Regions from separate parts of the Mus musculus genome. Here region 2 is linked to region 1. The links are chromatin contacts, called in public HiChIP or PLAC-seq maps. All regions are on one chromosome and are shown on one strand. The core of a region is the stretch at or near the end of the contact, and the rest is flanking DNA. Distances in the headings are between cores, read along the strand shown. Region 1 overlaps Rab2a (RAB2A, member RAS oncogene family). Region 2 has its middle 20 kb from the start of Gm34428.

What was found. HiChIP or PLAC-seq counts read pairs in DNA pulled down with a chosen protein or histone mark.
Region 2: an H3K4me3 HiChIP or PLAC-seq map of embryonic basal ganglia shows a contact between it and region 1, with 4 times the contacts expected there. The contact joins two enhancer-like sites. A contact is called at or near these places in 4 of 115 datasets of contacts at active chromatin or transcription factors (astrocytes, embryonic basal ganglia, embryonic forebrain and 1 more) and 1 of 9 other capture datasets (embryonic stem cells).

Annotation. Positions count from the first base shown.
Region 1 is chr4:8,574,753-8,579,600 of GRCm38.p6, reverse strand. It overlaps Rab2a (RAB2A, member RAS oncogene family), which reads right to left. Exons shown (of 8, transcript NM_021518.3): 4 at 1,564-1,646; 5 at 1,038-1,130. Among named protein-coding and RNA genes, the nearest start is that of Rab2a, 42 kb to the right of the region's middle. Within about 2 kb of position 1,995, at least 29 of the 459 cell types and tissues checked have an H3K27ac peak or open chromatin away from gene starts, as enhancers often do. A contact at or near this core is called in embryonic basal ganglia, where this site is marked.
Region 2 is chr4:9,026,438-9,031,285 of GRCm38.p6, reverse strand. No RefSeq gene overlaps it. Among named protein-coding and RNA genes, the nearest start is that of Gm34428, 20 kb to the right of the region's middle. Within about 2 kb of position 2,540, at least 158 of the 459 cell types and tissues checked have an H3K27ac peak or open chromatin away from gene starts, as enhancers often do. A contact at or near this core is called in embryonic basal ganglia, where this site is marked.

The DNA of each region.
Region 1 (4,848 bases), core at 746-3,245:
AATTTGAACATGCTTGTTATTAATTATCCTTTTACTTTTCTAAATATATTTTCTGCCCACAGTATATATTTTATAACCCTGAAGAACAAATGAATTCTACTTCTACCACTTAAAATTACTATTTGGTGGCCACTCCAGCCAGGAAAGCAGGTAGGCTAAACCCAGACTCTCCCTCTTTCCCTCCTCCCTGCAAATCCAATCGTCCAGTCTCATCCTTAGTTCTGCAGCAGACCACCTCTATCACCTAGACCTTCCCCCGCTCTTCATTTATCCCAGCTCCCAGCTCTAGCAGGCACTTCCTGGGAACTCACAGGCCAGGCCAGCTAGGGAAGCAGGTAAGCTACTACTGCAGATCTTGCCCTTTCCCTCAGCTCCTCTACATCTAATTTGAGTCACATCCAGACCTCTGCAGCAGACCACCTGCTTCAGCCTCTCCTCAATCTCTGCCCCCTTTCCCAGAGGATCACACAGAACGTCTCCTGCAAACTTCTCTCTCTTCCCTCATTGCTTTATGCCAGCCTCCAACTCCAGGAGGTACTCCCTAGGAACTCAAAGTTCATTCCAGCATGAGAGGCAGATAGGCTAACTGCAAATCTTCACCTCTCCCTCAATTCCTCAAAATCCAATCCTGCTCCTTAGCAGTCCACCTGATGTGGCATCCCCTCACTCTCTGCTCCCATTCCTAAGGAACTAAACAAATCCTGGCAGAACACGGTTTCCCTCCCTCCTGTGGACTCCCTCAGCCCTCCACTAGCCCATCCTCATTCCTAAGTGCCAGTCCCCAATACCTAGAAACACATTCCACCTGGAGCCTACAGTGGTCACACCTAGAAAGATCCTGGAATTGTCTACCAGGCAACACACAGCCACCACTCTCCTAAGAACCAGAGGGTAACAAAAACCAAGGAACAAAACACCAATAACGGTAAGAGCTAAAGATAAAGACTCAGGATTTAAATAAAACTTTAAACTTAAGTCAGTAGCGACATTGCTCACTTATATTAATGCAAGTTAAGTTCTAAGTTAACTTCTTTTACCTTTTATTTCCAATAAGCATGATGACCATGTTGGAATTGGAATGCTGACGGGCATCTTCTAACCAGGTTGTCAAGTGGTTGAACGTGTCTCTCCTAAGCATAAATGGTGGTGTGTGATTACAGTTTTCAACAATTCTCTCCATAGAACCCAGTAAGCAGCCTATTTTCCCCCAAAATTAAACATGTTAGCCATAGCCACTCATACTATGAGAACCATATTTAAAGCAAGGTATTTGGGTTTAGAGCTCACTGATTACATTTCAGTTAGAATAAACACAACTGTTAGCACAGTTTAGAAAATTTCAATGACTATATAATAGCACCAAATTGGTCAATCCAGGGCACTTATTTAAATAAAAAAGAACTGAGCTGCAGATTTTGAGAATACATTTAAATTTGATTCAAGACCCAGTTTTAAAGGTGAGTAGCTAAAGCATAAAGGGTTTTTTATAGTGTTATTGTTAGTATCCACACTTATTTAGAACTAGTCTCCTGGTACTGAGCTGAAAAGCTCACATGTACTCACCTTGTAATATCATACACTAGTAAAGCCCCCGCTGCACCTCTGTAATATGACCGTGTGATAGAACGAAAGGACTCCTGCCCTGCCTGTGAAGAAACAAAAGGTTGAAAAGTTTCTTTTAAAGTGATATCCTTTGTACATTTCCATACTCCATGTTAATATATTACATACTGAACATAAGGGAAAGGCAGTCATAAACAAAGGAGAAAACAGTCACTAGCCTTAGGAAAACCATCATTTAACAGCACTACTGCTCCAGTCACCAGGATGCACAGGCAGCAGTCCCCCTTCCCTACCACTCCCAAACAAGACCCCTAACCCTTTTTGGCAATCCCTGACAACCCAATTTACTGAATGGCTTCACAATACATGAATCGTTATTAGAGCAGAGAATGGACTCCTAGCAACTAAGCCCTGAAGACAAATTTGAAAGGAAGCAAATAACCCAGAGCCTCACATTTGAATTCAATAACCCACTCCCCGGGGCAGCTGTTGACACTAGAATAAATAAAGCCCATTGTAAATAAATGATGAATGACATCTTTACGCCCACCATCTGCTGGTGGAAAGGTTGTCAGAAGGCCAAGGATGCAGATTTTATCAGTTATACCATAAACTGCAGTGGGCTTTCAACAGCCACAAGATGGAATTCTTTGAGCAATCATTTTATTATGAAAACCAGAAAAAGGCTCTGAATTGGATTTATATAATTTTTCTTCACACAATCAATTTCCTCTGCATCTGATATATAAAACTTGTCAAAAGGCAACTGGATGTAAATATCATCTTTATATCCTGTGAAACAGGCACCAGAGATTAAGTCCAGTTCAAAACATTTTCTATCTCATAGTATTAACATTCTGCTAAGCAAGGCTGAGGAAGGCTATAACTATAGAAATAACTTTTGTACTTAAAATATATGAACATGAAAGATATTTAGATTTTTATGCTCTGAGTCTTGAATTTCTGATGCAAATATAAAATCTTTCTATCATGCTCTGATTTGTTTTAATATCTTCTTTTGTTGACCCTTCAAGACTATTCCCTGCCTTGAATGTCACTCACTCTCAGATCTGGGACTGGTACTCATATGGCACTCAGAGAAAGCATGCTGAAAGAAACTGTATCATCAAGTACCTTAGCCACATGCATAAGATGGTCAGTGTACCTCTGCACACAAGTGGACCCACTCAACGACAATAACTTCCAGACTCAAGTGAACAAGCCCTCTCCCACGAACCAGTTCTAATACTTAAATGAAAGCACAAAAGCCATTGCATGGAAAAACAAGCAAAGATCAACCAGTTCCTTTCACATAGTTTGAAGTTAAACAAACAAAAAAACCCTAGAAGGTATGACAGCCACAGCTCACGCCCGCCATGCTACTACTTAGAAGGGCTGAGGTAGGGGGATGGCTGTCGGGCTTAGGCTAGCCTAGGACGTAAAGTGAGTTCTAGATTAGCCTGGGTTACAACAGACTGGGTCTCAAACACAACAACAAGCAACACACACACACACACACACACACACAGGCTTATACAGTGATTTTTTTTCCTTCTGGTATCACCAATATTCTAAATATCTCTAACGTTTCTCTTATTTCCGTCCTAAAAGCCTATTCTTATCCCTCTACCTATCTATCCACTTTCTATTCCTTAGAGGATCAGTTCAAATCCCCCAGGGTTTCAGAAAGTGGAGGCCTTTGGCTACTACACTGCACATTCATCCTTCTCTCCTCACACATCTAAAAGCACTTCCATGTGGTTTTTGTCTTAACACTATTGATTAAATGAAATGAATACAATGCTCAAATGCACTTCCTCTTTAGTCCCAGCAGGGCTAACCTAAGTGAGTTTATAGAAGGCACTTTAATATGTTATCTTGATTGTTCCCAAAGAGCTTTCCATTCAAAACTAGTTTGTGAGAGGCAGTATCACAATAATACTTATTTCTGATGGTTAGCCATTCACCTAACAATAAAACTCTAGCTATGCAGACAAGAACAAAATTAACAAAGAAAGTAAAACGAAAACAAGGTAGATATGAAAATTTTGTAAGAAAAAGTTATTTTAAACATTTGGGAGGAGTGGAAATGTGTAAATGACATCCTAACACATGGTGACTAACACATGGGGTATGGGAACAATTCCTTTTGATTATGAGTCTCTCCTAGCCCAGCTGGCCTTGCACTCCTCATCTTCCCGTCTCAGCTCTCTGCATGCTATCATTGTTTTCCTTTCTTCTTTAAGGTATGAAGGCATGCTTAGGAAACACAGCAAGTAGTCTGGATCACAATAAATGCTGCCTAATCATGTGTGTTCCGTAAGGCCATCAGGTAAGAAAGCAAACCACTTTATGTCATGCTTTTAATGCAGCAGAAAATAATTCCCTTTGGTTGGTGTGGTGGTTTGAATATGCTTGGCCAATGGGAAGTGGCACCATTAGGAGGTGTAGCCTTGTTGGAGGAAGTCGGTCGCTGTGTAGGTGGGCCTTGAGTGCTCAAGCCCCGCCCAGTGCAGAAAAGAGCCTCTCTGGGCTACAGGTGGAGGACAGTCCCTTTTTGCTGCCTGCAGATCAAGATGTAGAACTCTTGGCTCCTCCAGCACTATCTCTGCCTGCATGCTTACCATGCTTCGCACCATGATGATAATGGACCAAACCTCTAAAACTGAAAGCCGGCCCCAATTAAATATTTGCCTTTATACAAGTTGCCTTGGTCATGTCTCTTCACAGCAATGAAATCCTAACTAAGAAAACTGGAGATCATAGGTTTAAATCAAGACCTTGATCTATGAGATACATACCTTCAAGCCCTTCCATGTAGGTTTTTCCCCCTTTCCATTAGTTTCTCTGAGACAAAGTCTAATGTAGTCTACACTGGCCTCTAATTCATATAGAGTTGAGGATGATCTTCTATTCCTGATCTTCCTGCTTCCACCCTCCCAAGTGCAAGGACTAGGGGCATGTGCCACCGTGTCCAGGCTTTCCACGTAGTTTTGATTTGAAGTCATGTTGCCTCAGAAAATCCAAGTCAAAAAAGTGTTGGGGTAGCAGCACAACTCAGCTGGTATAGTGCCTGTCTCACAAGTGTGAGGACCTGAGCTCAGATACCCAGTCTTCATATGAAAAGCTTGGTATGGTGGTTTGTGTATAATCCCAAGACTTAGGAGGTAAAGTGAGGAATCCATGAAACTCACTGGCCAGTCTAGTAAAACTGATGAGCTCCAGACTCTGACACAACAAAAGAAAACCAAGATGGACCATGATCAAAATACCTGACATTGACCT
Region 2 (4,848 bases), core at 1,291-3,790, 450 kb before region 1:
GCAGTGTCCCCCACTATCCTGGTACTATCCTGGTACTGTGTCCCCCACTATCCTGGTACTATCCTGGTACTGTCTTGGGAAGCTGCAAAGTAGCTACTGGAGACCAACCCTGAAAGTCATCCCTTCCTTCAGCCTCCTCCTCCGCTTCCTCATCCTCTGTCATATGAGGAACATCTGTCACATGCTGCAGCTACCACACCGGACTGCTCTATCCTACCCGACTCCGCCACCGTGAACTGGAACCCTCTGAGACAGGGAGCCAACACAAATCTTTCTTTCTATAAGATGCTTTGGCCTCAGCAACAAACACATTTGGCTTACACAATGGAAACTTGCTGCCTCACCTTCCAAAAGCCAAAAACCTGAAATCAACTCCGCAGCAGGGTTGTCTCCTTCTAAGAACACTAAGAGAATTTCTTGAGGCCACTTTCCTTAGCTTGTAGGTAACCATCTTCTCCCTCTGCCTCCACGCAGTTGTCTCTCTAAACATGTCTAAACTTCCCTTTCTTACAAGGGCACCATTCAGACTGGGTTGGAATGCGCTCTGATGACCTCATTTTAGCCTATCCGTCTCTATAAAGACCCTGTCTCAGATAAGGTCTCCTTCCAAGCTACCAAGGAGGAATTCAGCATGGGAATTGAGGCAGGGGATCCCATTTAGCTTGTAACATGTTCCTGAAGGTGTTCTGGTTTCAGAAAGCACAAAGTCACTTTGTTCCTGAGTTTCTCCATAAAGAGACAGACAAACAGGGAGTCTGAAAGGGCTCGTTTATGCCTAGGTTTCTTTGCCTCCTCTTTCAAGTAGAGAAAAAGAACTCAAATAAATGACTGCATAAGATTAGAACTAGCAGCTCACGACACCGAGGGACTGTGGAGGAACGCAGGGTCAGGATGAGGCTTCCGGATTAGCCCAAGGGCTGAGCAAGTGCGAGGCAGGAGCATGCCTCTCAAGGCAAGTGTGGAACCAAGGCCACTCTAATGACACTGTAATGACACTAAATGACATGGGCTACATACAACACCAGGAGCTGAGAAGGACTGGCCTTCAGTTAGCAGATGGAGGAAAAGCAGTTCAGCCTTGATGTCTAACAGATTCTTGTGTTGTTTCCTTTTGTTTCGTTTTGCCTTTTTACATCATTGTGCAGCTAGAGGAAGGTGCTCAGACCTTTAAGGATGGAGGCTGATCTCGATGACACATTCCTTTAACACTAGCACTGAGGACTAAGGCCAAAGGGTGGTGAGTTAAAGACCAGCTTGGGGCTATATTATGAGCCTCTCTCAAAAATTCTTAAGTAAGTAAATAATTGTATTATTGGGAACAAGACTACCTAGTACCATCTCTTCATTTTATGTCTGCGGTTGCTACTTCAATGTAATACAACAGAGGAATGCCATCAGCCCTCGGTCTGATTATTGCTTTCTTCCTAAGGGTGTAGGTCAGGTGAATACTGAACTCACTATAAAACCAACTTCCCACATTCTAGGATTGCTTGCAGACATGTGTTATCATGCCAGTTTGTATTGTATTATTTGTTTGTTTCTTTCTTGAGAGAGGAAGGGGTCTCATTCCATAGCTCAGGTGGACTTTAAACTCATAGCCAACCTCCTGCCTCAGCTTCCCAATATCTGGGTTTATAGGCATAAGCCGCCACACTCAGCCTTAATCTGATTTTCTTAAATATTTCCCTTTGTGTGATTTCTGTTCTCTATTAAATGTTATTTATTTAATGTGTAAGTCTGAGTCAAGCCCTCTCTTGTGTGGGGGTGTGGTGTGGGGGTGTGGTGTGGTGTGGGGGTGGGGGTGATGTGGGGGTGTGGTGTGGGGGTGGGGGTGATGTGGGGGTGTGGTGTGGTGTGGGGGTAGGGGTGATGTGGGGGTGTGGTGTGGGGGTGTGGGAAGTGCTTGAGTATTGCCGTGCAGGTGTGGAAGGTCAGAGAACAGCTTTGGGGAGTCTGTTTTTTCTTTCCACCATGTGGTACTCTGGAATCAAGCGCAGGGTCTTGGGCTTGGGCATAAGTGCCTTTGCCTGCTAAGCAGCCTCTCCAGCCCTGTTGCTGTTGCCGATACTGAGTTTTGTCTTTTGCTCGAAAGAATAAAACAGCCTTCAAAATCTCCAGAGATCCGTAACTTAACATGTACAGAATTATAAATTGTCTGACAACTTTTCCTGACATTTCTTTTCTGTGCAGACATGGAAAGTGTGTGCCTAGGAAAGAAGAAAGCAGGGGGATATGACGAGGAAAGGGATTTAATTTTAAGAAGAGAGAAGAGACTTCCACTTGAAGATGACAAAGAACGCACTGGCCACACAGGGGCAAGATGAAGTGGGAGTTTTTTAGAAGATATCACATCTTCTCTTTTGCTCTTTTGCAAGAGCTCACGATGGAGTGGAGTTAATCTTCATCGTTCTCCCGAGAAAGCACAAAATGAACCATCTTAAACTCAGGGAAAAAAAAAAAGCCCCCAACACCATCTGTTGCTCCGCTGAAGCGTTGTAGTGGGGGAGGGGACAAGCCAGTTGTTAAATGGGAAAGCAATCAGGCGCTCAGCTCCCCACACTGCCTTCTGCCTAGAAGCCAGGAAAGAGGTCCAACGAGAGGGTAGAGGATTCCTTTCCTGGGTGCCTGGATTATTAGCCATTGTACGTGGGTGGGTGCACTGGATTACAAACCAGGGTACGTGGGGAAAGACGTAGGTGGCACTTAACCGAAACGAGATAAGTCAAACCAAGGCGCCAAGGGCTGCTTAGGAAAGGATTTCCCTCCTTCAACCCCGATCAGTATCATCTGATGGTTGTTTACTTGTTAAACTATCGTTAGATTGAACATAAGTGTAAAAATAGTCTTAAAAACAAGGCGCAGCTCTCCATTATCCCAACAACACATGGCTTTGACTGTTTCAGAAAGGGAAATAAAATATTTAAAACAGGTTTTTATCTGGGCTGTGCGTCTAAACGTGCAACGGCCCCTTGGAACGGAGCCCTGGTGGAGCAGAGAAAAGCCGTGGGTTGTGGAGGGACGGCTGGCTTCCCGGTGATGTGGGACAAATGGCAGGTCAGTCACATCTAGTCGTTGATGGGGAATGAGAGCAGGCGTCCACTGACAGAAAACAAGCCTCCAGCCTCCACAGTCAGAGTCTCTCCGGGCTGTCCCCGTGCTTCAGGGTGACCCACAATAACAAAGCCCACGGGAGCAGTTTACTCAATAGCTTCGAGCATTGTCCTAACCGTGAATCTTTGCAGAGACTGAGACTTGGCCACCCTGGCAGTCGCGGCGACTCCCCCAACTCCGCAGCCCAGGGTTGGGCTGATACCTCGCGGCCGTGGTACTAGACGCTGCCGGAAGATGGCGCACGAAGATACCGACTCAATCGAGGGTGCCGAGAGCTACTGTGGACTGGGCGGCCGAAGAGGGATTTTGATTCATTAAAAAACATAAATTGTACTTGATGAACAACAATAATAATAATAAACTGACTACTGGATTCCACAGAGATGAATTTTTAAATCCCTGAAATCAAGTTATTTAAATTATTTAATTTAATTTGCTAAATTTCAGTAACTGCTATGTAATGGTGCATGCCGGGCGTTTAGGTTTTATAGCGTCTAAATGCTTCTCTTTACGGTGATTGCTGCAGTTGCACGGTCACCAGAGAACTCTGTCCCCATCTCCAAGCTGTGTAAACAAATTGAGGCGAGAGTAATTACACACTGAGAGGAAGGCAAGAAGAAGCCATGGAAGCCAGAGAGAGCCCCAGCGACAAAATAACACCTTAAAAGGGCTCAAAGATCAATGCTGGTGACTTTACTAAAATCATCCAGGGGGGCCAAACCTAAACTAAACAGTGCCTGGTGGTTCTTATAGCAGGATCTTCCTCTCAGGAAAATAAAATCTATAGTCACATTGATATTACACCTTAAACTGTTTAAGTTCGTGAATGTACATTTTAACTAGCTTCCCAGCTAGAAAATTTGTGCCCAGAAAAATCTAGAAACTTTGTTCCTCCTATGAGCAAGGAATGATTTCGGCAGCCAAATATAAGTCTTTTCATTAAAGGAACCCTCACATTCTCCTTTGTGAAGTTCCAACGTGCACGCCATATTTGCACGAACAGCTATGTCTAATTTGCACAAACAGGAAGTTGCACACGAATATATTATCTTAAATCTGTGTGTGTGCGCGCGCGAGCACATGCACACGTGTGTGCATATGGGGGTATACATGCTGTCTGCACACTACGCTTCTCCATTGTTTTCGGCATAACTGATTTTGGCACCAGCTCGTTAGCACTTTGGAAGGGCCTTCATTAGCACTGGGACAGTAGCCAAAAGGAATCCAGAAAAATCAACACATGGCTGCTCCTGTTCTCACGATAAACGACAGCTTTCCTGGAAAACAACAACATTCGAGAAGCAAAACAAAAACCCACAGCAACAAGAGCGCAACAACATGAACACAGGAAGTCAGACATCACCAACTAGGAGTTTTTTAATTTTTAAATTTATTTACTTATTCAGATTTTTTTTTTTTTTTACAATTCTGGGTACTCTCACCCAATTAAAGATATAAATAACAAAAGTACATTAGGAACCCAAGGGGAAGAAACTAGGCTTTGTAGTGGGGGGAGATGCTGGGAAACAGCCTGGCATTTGCGGCCACACCAACCCCCAAACCAAAAGTGGTCCACGGAAACTTCCATGCCTAATCCACGGTTCTTTGGAACCTGAGTTCTGACAAGAGCCCTTCTGGGAAAACAGAATTCCCCTCTTTGTGTGAATATCTCATCTCGAAACCGGTAGTAGGAAGTTGGGTTGCTCAGGTACTTTGATAGTATTCTGGGAAAACGGT